2 separate regions of the Mus musculus genome follow, and region 1 is linked to region 2. The links are chromatin contacts, called in public targeted proximity ligation maps. All regions are on one chromosome and are shown on one strand. The core of a region is the stretch at or near the end of the contact, and the rest is flanking DNA. Distances in the headings are between cores, read along the strand shown. Region 1 overlaps Ifit2 (interferon-induced protein with tetratricopeptide repeats 2). Region 2 overlaps Acta2 (actin, alpha 2, smooth muscle, aorta).

Evidence for each region.
Region 1: a targeted proximity ligation map of bone marrow-derived macrophages shows a contact between it and region 2, with 4 times the contacts expected there. A contact is called at or near these places in 3 of 39 promoter capture datasets (embryonic stem cells and liver), 1 of 484 Hi-C or Micro-C datasets (cortical neurons), 1 of 130 datasets of targeted methods (bone marrow-derived macrophages) and 1 of 9 other capture datasets (adipose tissue).

Annotation. Positions count from the first base shown.
Region 1 is chr19:34,568,008-34,575,015 of GRCm38.p6, forward strand. It overlaps Ifit2 (interferon-induced protein with tetratricopeptide repeats 2), which reads left to right. Exons shown (of 3, transcript NM_008332.3): 2 at 2,212-2,363; 3 at 5,060-7,008. The coding sequence starts at 2,359. The coding sequence ends at 6,467. Among named protein-coding and RNA genes, the nearest start is that of Ifit3, 12 kb to the right of the region's middle.
Region 2 is chr19:34,242,943-34,250,302 of GRCm38.p6, forward strand. It overlaps Acta2 (actin, alpha 2, smooth muscle, aorta), which reads right to left. Exons shown (of 9, transcript NM_007392.3): 4 at 5,482-5,592; 5 at 3,710-3,794; 6 at 3,136-3,297; 7 at 1,970-2,161; 8 at 375-556. Among named protein-coding and RNA genes, the nearest start is that of Acta2, 8.8 kb to the right of the region's middle.

The DNA of each region.
Region 1 (7,008 bases), core at 1,019-3,518, 330 kb after region 2:
TATGGGCTTGGGCTGACTAAATGTACATGCTGAGGTACATGGAGGACACATGATGTTTGGAGAGTATAAATAGGACTCTACAGAGTTACGGAGCTTCTCCTGGAATTCCTCCTAGTCCCTCCTGCTAACTTGACCCAAGATTGAGGCCTAGTTGTCTCTGCTATGTCAATGCTGTTGCTATCTGGACTGGACTGAACTGTACTGCTGATGTATATCTGTGTTTGCGAGTCCATCGAGCTGCCACTGCTAACCTGTAAACTAAACTGCCAATTTCCAGACAACACAGAAGTGAGTTGCTCCAAAGAACCTTTCTAAACAGGTCTACTTCACCTGAATCCTTTCTTTCCCACTACCTCTGGTGGGTGGTGGGCTACAAGGGAGGTCAAAACATTTAAAAGCTGTCATTCAAAATAGGATTTGAAAAAAAAAAAGTCCCATGGTCCCTTTGGAAGAGAACTTACACACTCACATGTGTATGAAAAATGCTTTTCCCACTGAGCATCTTCCCAGTCCTTGTTTTAGCATTTTTATACACATAAATACATTTTAATAAATATATTTAAATCAAATATAAAAACTTGTAAACAGAACCAGAAACTTGGCATTATAGGCTGAATTAAAATGTGGTTTCTAACTGCGATCAGTGTAACTAATATAACCCAACTAAAAGTAAACGAGTTAAACTATGAATGTGCTTCTACCATCGTCAGAAAAGCCCACAATAACTAAGAAGACTAACATACCTCAGCGTCCTCAGTTGATCCGGAGACTACTGTCCTATATCACGTCCTTATGTTAAAGGTGTCAGGAATTGGGTGATTACCTTTTGACTTTTGGGTCTGTATGTTCCGTAATTCTTTTGTCTTCAAGAATATTATACTGGTCAGAGGTTTCCAAAGAGTTTACAATATGGGATGTGCTAATTAGGCTGCCTTGTATCGCCAGAGATTGTATAGTCCCACAAGGTCCATCAGTAGAGAGGCCAGGGAACCAGTGGCAGTTCAGGCCAAGTAGCTCGATGCCTGAGAACAGGAAGGATCAATGGTGGCATCCCATTCCAGGGCTGAGGCCTGGAAAGCCCCAGAAGAGTTCCTGGTCGGAGTTAGTGTTCAAAGGTTGAAGAACGGGAATTCATGGGTGAGGGCAGCATTCCAAATGCTCAAGTGGTCAAGTAGGGTTGGTCATAGGCACTCAAGCTAGCTCCCCCTTCTGCCATGTTTCAGTTTCATCTTATTGGACAGTACTGCTTACATTGAGATTAGGCCTTCTCCGTTTTATTTGCCTTCACATTTCCCAGGGGTTCTGGAAACATTTCCCCAGACACAGGTAGTGTGTTTTACTAAGCCAAGCAGACTGCCAAGATTAACCAACACAAGCATAAATAAGGAAAAGGCAAGGGCTACAATGACAGCTGCTGCACATCTGGACATGCACGTGGTGACTAATAAGCTGCCCCACATGTGAATCCCAAGGGAGCCAGGAATATCTAGAACGCCTTAAGGGTTCAGGGTTATTTGCCTCAGAACTGTTAGTAATTATGACAGGTCATGAAGGATCAGAGAATTTCGGGCTCAGGAAAAAGCAAACATCCACAGTTTGCCCCTTTGGTCTGTGATTAATGATTCTCCTTACTAATTATATTGGTTACTAAGTTAAAGCATAATTCTAGAGCATCTCATCCAGGACTCACTTCATCCTCCTCCCATCACCATGATCAGGCAGGCAGCAGTGTTGTTCTCAGTTCAAAGCAGGAAACACTAAAGCTGGGGCAGAGTGTAATCTCCCCTGGAAAGCAGCATAGAAAGGCAGATAGATAAACACCAAAGCTCTGGCTTGGAGCTCTGAGTCCATTCTTTCAACATCTGCATTGGGAGTCATGCACTGTGCACTTAACCTTGAAGGAAAGGAGTTCCAGTTGAGCGGATAAAACAGACACAAACCCCTGCACTGGGAAACAAACTCTCCCTTCCCTGGATCCCGAATGGATCCCGAGGATAGAGGATGAGCTATGTTGGTCATGATGCAGTAGAATTCAGGGTGTGTGTGTGTGTGTGTGTGTGTGTGTGTGTGTGTGTAGAGGTTCCCTTCTTCACATAGCAGATCAAAGACATCAGCCTGACCCTGAAAGGCTTGGCTCTTTTTTACCCTTTTGTCCATAAAAAGTGACATCAGTGTTACTTTCTGGTTTCAATTTCTCTTCTTTGGGGTCAGGTGCTGCACAGAAGCAGGAAAAGGAACCAGCTGCTCCTATATATAGGTCTGGAGCACTTCATTAGAAGGCAGAGGAAGAGGTTGCCTGGAGAGTGGCTGCAGCCCTGCTTTGAGCGCTTTGACACAGCAGACAGTTACACAGCAGTCATGAGGTAAGTCCTTACTTTTTCTGGTGATTGTGGGAATTGTAGTCAGCCTTGATGACAGATGCAAATCCTAAACAGCCACAGTCCCAAGAGAGACCAGTCCTCTGTGTTTGTGTATTACCTTTTTATACCTCTGTCTCTATAGCTGTAAATAAGTCAGAAAGCTGCTCTGTTGTTTCCTCCAGAATGCCCAGATCTGCTGCTCACCTGGCCACTGAGAGCTGAAGTCAGAAAGAGTTATCTGATCTAGGAGCTTCTTGTAAAGATGTGTCAGGGGGAAATGCTCTTGGCAATTCTCTCTCTCTCTCTCTCTCTCTCTCTCTCTCTCTCTCTCTCTCTCTCTCAGCAAGATTAAATTGAGAGTATCTAATAAGAGTATAATTTAAAAGAAGTATTTTGTTTTCAGATTTCTTTATGTTAAAGTTGTATTTAGACTACTAACTCTGCTAATCTGATTTTTATTTGTAATTGCCGAATTAATCTCAGAATTGCAATAGTGTTGCTAACTAAACAGAGCACAGGAAAAAAAACTAGCTCATATAATGTGGTGAGGAGATATCTGGAGGGTCTGTGCCAAAGTGTTCCCTGAGAAGTTATGTCATACATCAGATCTGGTATGAAGGGAGTTTATTTGACAGAAGGGAGGGGAGAACCTGGAGAAGGTGTAGAGGCAGACAGACAGAAGCAGAGCCATGAGGGCAGAGAAGGGGGACAGAGAACAAAGAAAGGAAGAGAGGGAAAGAGGAAGGGAGAGAGAGGAAAGACACACACACACACACACACACAGAGAGAGAGAGAGAGAGAGAGAGAGAGAAGGAACATGTGGGAACAGAGAGTGATAGAGTGGCAGAAGCAATCCTTTTATACTCAGCTCACACACCTGGAGCATCTGGTGGCAGCAGATGATAGCAGAAGCCATTGCTAGGTCCCTGGAGAGCCTAGTGGAATTAATTGCCTGTAATGGAATAACTGCCTCTCAGGTCTGTTTTCTGTGTAGTAACCCTAACTCTGGCCCAACCCCAAGCATTGATGGCTGCAAGGCGTAACATAAAAATTTAAATACAGGGGTTGATATAGTCAATACTGTTCAAATGTAATCCCTGTCACTTGGCATAGCTTTCCGGTAATGAGTCTTACAAGTCAGAAACTGTTATACTAGAATCCACAGCTGACCCTACACAGCAGAGAAAGGATATGCGAGACTCCACGGGGTTCCAGAGGCTTCTTTGCTGGCTTAGCTTGTTTTCTGCTTATTTGTTTATCTAGTTAAGGATAAGACTGAAGGGAATCTTACAGGATGGAAAAATCTTTAAGAGTCACATGGTAACGAAAAAAAAAAGTTCTCCCCCTAAAGAAAAAGAGGTAGATGCCTAGAAGCCCCCCCCTCTAGCCATACTTCCTATCCCAGGTATAAAATATAAACCTAAGAGAGAGGAATACAATTAAAAGGGAAATTAAAAGAAAAATGTAAAAGTATTAGTTCATTACCTATGTGAGAAATCATCAGTGTAAGAAGTACAAACAAAGGAGGGTATGGAGACTACAGTGCATCCAGAAATAAAAGTTAGTGGCTTTGCTAACATATGTAATACAATTAATAGGTGGAATATTCCAAAGATGATAAAATGAGCAAAATAAAAAAAATCAAGGATGATCAAAAATAAGACACAAGCAGTTAAAATGAGCAGATACCCAAAAGTACTTTAATCTTATTACAGTGATATTTACTCATCCATGATTTCTTTGCAAAAAACATTTTTTTCTCACAAAAGCAGGGAAATGGCATCAGTCTAGATGTTCAACAACTGATGAATGAGTTATAAATGTGTGGTACATACAATGGAATTTTACCTCTCCCAGGGATGAGCTATCTAATTGGTTACTCAACAAAATGTTCAGCCCTAAAAACAAATGCACACAGAAGGTGAAGTTCACAGATTATATTAATAGGTTTGTGTGTATACAAACGTTACTCAAAGAAAAAGTGGCTATTAATTTGAGGGCGAGGAAGAATAGGAGGAGTTGGAGGGGGAGACAAATGAGGAGCTGGAGGGGAAAGAGGAAAGAGACTCAATTATATTTTAATTAAAATGCATTTTTAAATTTAAAAAACTGAAATTACGCAATTTGCAGTAAAATGGATGGACCTAGAAAAATATATTAAGTAAGAAAATCTAGACTCAGAAAAACAAACATTAACATGTTCACTGTCAAACGTAAATCTTAGCTCTACATATATGTATTTGTGCAAATGTGTGTAAGATGTCATGAAAGTAGAAATGGGATCAGGAGAAGACAGAAAAGAGGCATTAAGAGAGAGGGGGAGAGGAGGGGACTAGAGCACGTGTAACATAAAGTGAAAGTGGGAATACTGGATGTGCGAGGTTCAAGGGAGCCCAAAGCAAAGAGAAGAGCTAACTCACAGAAGCAGTCTTGCAAGGAAACCCAATCTCCACCTACGGCTGACTCTCCACCTTCTGCCAATCCTACTGCCTATAATGAGCAAACCCTCGCTTCCCCATGCAGTAATTCAGACATGCCAAACAGTGAAAGAAAGGGAAGGAGACCATGTTCTTTGGTCAGGGTTAGATTAACATCATTTAGAGGGAGAAGAAGATCCCCTGTGATCTCACTCTTTGCCAGGTGAACAGGTCATGTGTCCCCAGATTGACTGTCTTTCTTTCTGTCTGTCTGTCTCACAGTACAACGAGTAAGGAGTCACTGGAGAGCAATCTGCGACAGCTAAAATGCCATTTCACCTGGAACCTGATAGCAGAAGATGAGTCCTTGGATGAGTTTGAGGACAGGGTGTTTAACAAGGATGAGTTTCAGAACAGTGAGTTTAAAGCCACCATGTGCAACATACTGGCCTATGTAAAGCACTGCAGAGGTCTAAATGAGGCAGCACTGCAATGCTTAGGGGAAGCTGAGGGCTTCATCCAGCAACAGCATCCTGACCAAGTAGAAATCAGAAGTCTGGTCACCTGGGGAAACTATGCTTGGGTCTACTATCACATGGGCCAGTTCTCAAAGGCTCAGGCTTATCTGGATAAAGTGAAACAGGTCTGCAAGAAGTTTTCCAGCCCCTACAGGATTGAGAATCCTGCTCTTGACTGTGAGGAGGGGTGGGCCCGATTAAAGTGTACCAAGAACCAAAACGAGAGAGTGAAGGTGTGTTTCCAGAAGGCTCTGGAAAAGGACCCGAAGAACCCAGAATTCACCTCTGGATGGGCCATTGCGAACTACCGTCTGGATGACTGGCCAGCAAGGAATTACTGCATTGACTCTCTGGAGCAAGCCATTCAACTGTCTCCTGACAACACTTATGTTAAAGTCCTCTTGGCACTGAAGCTTGACGCGGTACATAAAAACCAAGCAATGGCGCTGGTTGAAGAAGCCTTAAAGAAAGACCCAAGTGCAATAGATACACTCCTCAGGGCAGCCAGGTTTTATTGCAAGGTATATGACACAGACAGAGCTATACAGTTGCTTAGAAAGGCTTTGGAAAAGCTGCCAAACAACGCCTATGTGCATTACTATATGGGGTGCTGTTATAGGTCAAAAGTCCATCATATGTTGAACAGAAGGGAAATGGTATTTAGTGGGGATAGGAAGAAGTTAGAGGAACTAATACAACTGGCAGTGAATCACTTACGGAAAGCAGAGGAAATCAAGGAGATGCTTGAATATTCCTGTAGCTTCCTTGCTGATCTTTATATCATAGCAAAAAAGTATGACGAAGCCGATTACTACTTCCAGAAAGAATTGAGCAAGGACCTCCCTCCTGGCCCTAAACAGTTACTCCACCTTCGGTATGGCAACTTTCAGTTTTTTCAAATGAAGCGTCAAGACAAGGCTATCTACCATTATATGGAGGGTGTGAAAATAAAGAAGAAAACAATCCCCCAAAAAAAGATGAGAGAGAAACTTCAAAGAATTGCCCTAAGGCGGCTTCATGAAGATGAGTCTGATTCTGAGGCCTTGCATATCTTGGCATTTCTTCAGGAGAATGGAGGAGGTCAGCAAGCTGATAAAGACTCTGAGAGGGGAGTGGACTCTGCAAACCAGGTACCTTCAGCATCTTTGGATGAAGCAGGTGCTGAATACTAGTGATGTGGTACCCGGCCTACTGCTGGAAGGAAAAAGAAAGCCCTCACCAAGCTGCCATTCAAAATACTTAACCACTTCCTGGATCAAGAATGGGCTATCATACTGACTATAGTATTTGTCAGGAGTTTGGGGAACTCTGCTATCAGATTCTAGCACCTGAGTTTCTGGATCGTGGGATGGTCTGGGAGAGGGACCAGATGAGGTGATAGATACAGGATCTTGGCAAACAGCCTAGAGCTCTTTCAATTTTTTTTTGGAAAAATAGTTTCCACAGTAGTAAATTCTTTAATCACACCCACCCCTCAGTGGAGGCTTGTCTTGGGCTTGTTTCAGTATTTGTATAAAGCAGCCAAATTCCTCACATGGGTGAATGTTCCATCCTTGAATTATTTTAGATATTGCACAGCATTTTCTTCATAGATAATAGTGTCCATCAAAAAGCTGAGGAGTCAGAGACTGTGGCTCAGGACTGTAATCCTAGCACTTGGAATCTGAGACAGGAGGATTACAGTGAACTTGAGGTCAGCCTGAGCATGACCTG
Region 2 (7,360 bases), core at 64-2,563:
ATCTCAGAAGTAAGGTTTGGAGAATTGAGGCTTGCCTAACTCCTACTAGATGCAGCCTGTCTGTTCTCAAACCCCAAGTACATAGAGTTGGCAGCATGCTCAGCTAGGTATGGAAGGAGGGGGACTTGAGCTGCTCTGACATGCACAGGAAGGAGCACAGGCTCTTCAGGAAGCAGTGGCTCACTCCCTATAGACCCAGGACAGGACTCCTCAGGGCCCATTTTAAGTGGTAGTGTTAAAATCTAACCCACTGTCACCTTGGCCTCATTCCCTTTGGAAAGAACAGAGAGCCTGTTAAACTGCCTCTTAGCTTGTGGCTGTTCTAGAAATGCCCCTCCTGCTGCTTTCTGAGTCAGAGGGTCTTAGTGTGGTACCTTGATCTTCATGGTGCTGGGTGCGAGGGCTGTGATCTCCTTCTGCATCCTGTCAGCAATGCCTGGGTACATGGTGGTACCCCCTGACAGGACGTTGTTAGCATAGAGATCCTTCCTGATGTCAATATCACACTTCATGATGCTGTTATAGGTGGTTTCGTGGATGCCCGCTGACTCCATCCCTGGAAAAGAGACACAGGCAGTGATCCTTGGATGCTGGGTAAAACTCAAGCTACACATGGAAAATCAAGTTGGCCCAGCTACGTGGTCATCTCCTGGGTGAGGCTGGCAGGCATCATGAACTAGAAACTACCACATCTCCTGGGTGAGGCTGGCAGGCATCATGAACTAGAAACTACCACTCAAGAGACTAAAGGCCCTTCTTGTGCTCCATACCATCCTCCTGGCTCTTGTCTAAAGGAGGAGGTTCAGCTGCAGCGATTCTGGGGTGAGATTGCAACATGATAACGCCAGTGGCTGGATAGATATTCTGCTATAATTGGCTTGAGTAAGGAGCCAGGCCTTCCGATGCCTGGTAAGAGGTAGGGCCAGGGCCATGGGTCTGAGCAGGTTCATCTCTCTGCCATTGTTCCTTTATGTTCCCAACACCCAAGTTTGAATGGTGCAACTGTCAGTAAAGTGTCTCTCCTACTTGGATAAAGTGTTTTGTTTGTTTTCAGTTTTGGTTTTGTTTTAAACACAGGTCCTTGGCTGGCCTGAACTTGCTATATAGAACAAACTGGCCTCAAACTCATAGAGATTCGCTTGCCTTTGCTTCCCTAGTACTGGAATTAAAGGCATGTACTACCATGCCCAGCTGCCAAAGATGCTTTCTATGCAATCTTTGTACAGCTTTTTTTTTAAGGGGTAGAGGCGAGGGGTGGAGTTTCTTGTTGACTTCTGACATAGACTTTTTAAAATATACCACTAGATGGCGCCCACGGCCTTCTTAACATTGTGATCTAGTTATAATAGCAATGCCACCAGCTAGTTTTACATTGCTGGCAGTAACCAATTGTTGAAAGCTTATTTTGGACAGGCCCTGTGCTGAGGGCACCGCACAACTCTGCTATAAAACTTCCAACTGTCCTGGTATGAAGAAACTGACTCATAGAAAGCTTTAGTGACATTCTCGAGATCATGAAAATAGAACAGAGTTTCAAGCCCAGGCCCCCAGCCTCCAAAGAGGATGCCTCTGCAGACCCAACGTGACCCTGCCGTGCCAGTGTGGAATAGACGCTCTCTACTTGTTCTGTTTTCCTTCTCTCTCAGCAACCCCAAACTCTCAGCACTCAGATCGTCTTCCCCAACCACCCCTGTGTTCCACTATCGTAAACGTAGATAACTTTTAACCTTTGCATTATGTGCGGAGAATGCGTCTGTCTTGACTCTGACATAAGAGAGTTTTCCACGGGAGACAACCCCTGTTTTGGCTCCCTATGTCTTCTCATTTTGGAAATGTGACACCATCCCTACTTTAGAACTGCTTCTGTTTCTGAAGCCCTGGTTCATTTTTACCTGCTAATGGACCCTGATAGCAGAGGCTTGGCTTGTTCTTGGTACAGAACAGGGAGACCCCACTCTCCATTGCCTACCAATGAAAGATGGCTGGAAGAGAGTCTCTGGGCAGCGGAAGCGTTCGTTTCCAATGGTGATCACCTGCCCGTCAGGCAGTTCGTAGCTCTTCTCCAGGGAGGAAGAGGAGGCGGCCGTGGCCATCTCATTTTCAAAGTCCAGAGCTACATAGCACAGCTTCTCCTTGATGTCACGGACAATCTCACGCTCGGCTGTTAAACACATAACGAACATGATACACATTAGGGTTGATACAGGCGCTAAAATCTACCTGTCCCATGTGACTCTTCTACTGAACCAGCTTCTCAGAAGTCTCAGAGTTTTCAAAAATGCCTAAAAGATCTTTGCTGCCCTACCCAGATCGGCAGTAGCTTGATCTTTGACACATTTTTCACTTTTCAAAATGAAGCAGATGCTCTCTGGGAACAGCCCCAGTTCCATTGGTACACACGGAGAGATGGGAAAGGTCCCAGCTATACCTCTCTCTATTGTACACGTTCTCTTCTATTTGTAAATGAAGAAATTAAAAAATTATCCACGTAGTTCTGTGGGGTGTAGCTGGGTGGTAGAGGGCTTGGCTAGCCAATACAAGACCCTGGGTTCGATCTCCAGCAGTATAGACAAAAACGATTTTCCACTTTGACTTGCCGCCTACACTGATGTCTATAGCTACTCTCAAAGAAACTGTAATAGCTTTACAATCACAAAGCAAGGAAAGCTAAGCTTTCTCTGTGCATTGGGGTCAGGCTTTACTGTTGGCTAAGTCTCTGACATACCAACCCTTTTTTATTATTTTATTTTTATTTTTTTAATTTTAGCATGTTAATATTATTATTTGTATGTGTATGCATGTGTGTGCAAATGGGTGTGCATAGGAGTGTGTGCTTGGGTGTGTTTATGTGTGTTTGTGTGTGTGTGTGTGTGTGTGTGTGTGTGTGCATTTCAGGTGTGTATGTGTGGACATCAGAAAGCAAATCTCAGCCGTCAGTCCTTGCCTTTCGCTGTGAGCTCAGGAACTGACCGTAGGTTGTAAGGTTTGCACAGCAAATGGTTTTATCAGCGAAGTCTCCTCTCTGGCTTTATGTCCCCATTCTCATGGGGACAGCCCTCCTTCTGATAGGTTACAGTGAGCAACATAGTGTCTTCCATCCTCTTCCCTCCACCTCCCCCCACCCCCGAGCCTCACCAGTAGTCACGAAGGAATAGCCACGCTCAGTCAGGATCTTCATGAGGTAGTCGGTGAGATCTCGGCCAGCCAAGTCCAGACGCATGATGGCATGAGGCAGGGCATAGCCCTCATAGATAGGCACGTTGTGAGTCACACCATCTCCAGAGTCCAGCACAATACCTGGGGAACAATTAAGTATGCTGTAAGTCACCACGGCAGCAGGTGCTCAGTTACTTTCTGTCTTTCACACGGAGGCTGAGAGGAGTGGTGAGTCCTAAGAGCCTTACATCAAGGGAAGAAAGAATGTGCTCTATGGGATAGGTCAGAGCTAGGGCTTGGGAGAGACAGAAAGAAGAGGGAGAAGCCATTAAAAATTTATTGCTGGAGAAGTAAAGAAGTGTGGTGAGGTCCAGGGCTGGTTTTGAAAAGGCGAGGGCTTTTTCTTTCCTTTTTGCGGGCTCTGGGGGAGGACCACATCTCTGTGTGCTCCAATTCACTTGTCAACCATCACAACCCACAGGTTGTACCCATCAAATATCACACTTTACGATGGATTCATTTGATCAAGGTCCCCACCTCCCCGGCCACCTACCAGTTGTACGTCCAGAGGCATAGAGGGACAGCACAGCCTGAATAGCCACATACATGGCGGGGACATTGAAGGTCTCAAACATAATCTGCAAAGGAATCCAAAGGGTTAGGTAAATGGTGCTATCAGCCTTACATAGAAGACTGAAGAGCATCCCCCATCCCACCCCTGATTCAGACCCTCCAGGGGGAAAAAAAAAAGCCAAGGCAGCTCTGGTCACATGACAAAGAAAGATGAAGGCAGTGGCAATAGTCAGCCATCACACTGGTGACCTGATGGGAGGGGGAGGAGCCAGCGGTTTTGTGCACAGGACCTGATAAGGTGAGAAGCAGCTAAGTCCTAGCCTTGGTCCTGAACTGGATACAACAGTATTCACTATGGTGTTCAGTTTTTCTTTATTTCTCAAATGTAAAGGGAGAAGGGTTTTGGCCTAAGCTCTCAGAGAGAGTCTAAGAGTTATTAACTACATCAAAGACAAAAGAGAAGACCAGATAAAATCCAATACTGAGATTTTTCCGGGAATAACCCTGGTTGAGTGATCTGTCTGCAGTTCAGTTTGATCTTCTCCATGGTTTTATGCAATTTGGGGTCAATGCTATCCATGGAACCAGACTCCACCCTGCAGCTGTAGTGGGTGAGGCTATGATCCTGGCAGATACGACCTATACTATGGAATAGAGGACTACATATAAATGTCGACCCAATAGCCCATGCAATTCAGGGACAAGAGAAAAACTGGAGCTCCCTAGATCCCTCCTACATGAGAACATGTCCGCAGTCTGCATTTAAATAACTCTCTAGTTTACAAACCAGAAGGAATGTCTGATATTTGCTAAAACTCCATAGTTCTCAGTCATTTTTCCACCTTCATGCAATTTACAGGATGCTCCTCACCACCCAGAACAGCTGATGTGCTGGTGAGCACAGCAAATGCTCTTCCCAGGAGGGGGCCCTGGGCTGTGTGCATTTGCTATTCTTCAAGGGGAAAATTCATGGGTCAACTCTAGGCATTGCCACGCCTAGCTATGTGACTTTAGGAAAATCACTTTGTGCATCTGAGCCTTAATTTCATCACTGAGGTAGTTAGGATAATAGTTCCTGCCTTAAATCATTAGGAGTTAGAGTGCACTTGCAACACCCTGTGCTTGACCAGGGCCTGTGAGGAACTGACAGTAGATGCTATCATTTATCGGCTCATCCACATCAGAACTCTCTAGCTGGTTCACTGGACGTTCCCTAGGTGTATGGTCTTAGAATTCACACAGACAGTAGTGACAGTCTTTGTTACTCCTTGTTGGATATTTATCATACCACACCCCATGATACTTGCATATAATTTTGGCATCACTTAGCCTACATATCTATCCCTTGAAAAATAATGGTGTTGATATTCCTAACCAAAAAAAAAAAAAAAAAAAAAAAAAAAAAAAGGAAAAAAGAAAAGAAGCAGGGGTCCTAAGAAAAGAAGTGGCTTTTGGTAACTGATAAGTAACAGATTCAATCCCTACTATATCATCCTGCATTTTCAATGACTTATGAGAAGTTTTTAGCCCTAATCTTAAACCTTTAAGCTTTTCTTCTTGCCCTTTGAGGCAAAATTATGTTGTTTTGTGGAGTAAGGGTGTGAACACTAAGATTCCGGGGCTTTGGGGTTCCTGGGTCAGTCTGTTGGTGAACTGTCAGTTTGGACCTTATGTCTGCCTGTCGTGCTGCAAGTTATCCTGGTTGCCCATGCCCCAAATTCACCAGGGTTAGATCCTGGAGCAAATATTTACCTGGGTCATTTTCTCCCGGTTGGCCTTAGGGTTCAGTGGTGCCTCTGTCAGCAGTGTCGGATGCTCTTCAGGGGCCACACGAAGCTCGTTATAGAAAGAGTGGTGCCAGATCTAGAGAGATGGGTAAAGAGGAGCGTGGTAATCTGTTCTTGTGGGATGCAAAAGGTCCTGGAAAGGGACAGGGATGTTCAGGACAAAACTAGAACCGGATAAAATGCACAAGACCTCATCTGTACAGATGCAGAAGCCCAGAGAGTGAACACCATATACGAGACTGTATGTACATCTATTGAGTGACTCAGCAACTCAATATTGCTCAACTATTGGTGTAGCAGAATGGCGTATTTGTCAAGGACATAGGCTCTGTAGTCAACTTCCTGCTCCTCAGCAGGAACTTTCAAGTTTCTGTCACAACTTCCTGTTGTGAGCTAGCAAATTCATAGTTCTTTCCATCTCTAGTCTCCCCGTTGGTAACAGAAGAGAATAACCAGTATAGATGTCATTTGCTCTTTGTGTGAATTACAAAAAAAAGATACTAGAATAAGTCCTTAGCCCAGTGTCTGGGCTAGAATAGATGCTTTCATTCATTAGTTTCGCCTTCTTCATACATGCCTTCACCTTAGTTTATTCATGGGAAGTTGATTTAGTGTAATACATAAAAGGACAAATGACCATACATATAAATGAATGAGGCTTGCCTGAAAACCTACTTGCCATCTTTAATGCTTCTAGAGAGTGTTCTTGGCTGTTTGTGTTGGTGTGTGTGTGTGTGTGTGTGTGTGTGTGTGTGTGTGTGTGTGTGGTAGATGGGTATATGCAGGTGGGGAGAAGGTTCCCCCAAAAGCCCATGCCCACCTGTGTGTACTGTATGAATGCATTTTGGACAAATGTGTGTTGGCTTTATAGTTGTGCAACCTCTTTAACCCCTTAGTGTCAAAAAGAACCCATTGTTATGGAAGGGGCTGAAATAATTCACCTGCTATGGAAGGGCCGGAAGGGCCATTGTCCACCAGCATCAGGAATATGAGATTGGCCAGAAGTAAACAAGCATAACTAATGACAGGGTATAAACTAATAAAAGTAAAACCAACTGCAAAGGCCTTGTCAAGTTTCTAGTTTCTGGGTTTTGGTTTTGTGGTTTCCAGCAAACTAAGGGGGCACCTACAAATCCTGTCATTTGCGGGGGTGGGTAAGATGAAGAAAGGGCAGGGCTGGCAGTTGGAAAACCATGTTCATAATTCCTCAGTACAGTAAAGAAGAGTGGGGAACTCATCCTTTATCTCTTCATCTTGTTCCACCAAAAGAGATAAATCAGCAGGATAAACACCCTACTCAAGTGTCTGTGATTGGTGGCTGATTATTGGATGGACCCCCGGGTGGGGCAGTCTCTGGATGGTCCATTCTTTCGTCTTAGCTCCAAACTTTGTCTCTGTAACTCCTTCCGTGGGTATTTTATTCCCTATTCTAGGAAGGAATGAAGTATCCACATGTTGGTCTTCCTTCTCCTTGATTTTCTTGTGTTTTGCAAATTGTATCTTGGGTATTCTAGGTTTCTGGGCCAATATCCACTTATCAGTGAGTGTATATCAAGTGACTTCTTTTGTGATTGGGTTACCTTACTCAGGATGATATCCTTACTAGTGCATATGCCAGCAAGATTTTGCTGGAAGAACCCTGACATAGCTCTCCCTTGTGGGGCTATGCCAGTGCTTGGCAAATACAGAAGTGGATGCTCACAGTCATCTATAGGATAAAACACAGGGCCCCCAATGAAGGAGCTAGAGAAAGTACCCAAGGAGCTGAAGGGGTCTGCAACCCTATAGGTGGAACAACAATATGAACTAACCAGTACCCCCAGAACTCGTGTCTCTAGCTGCAT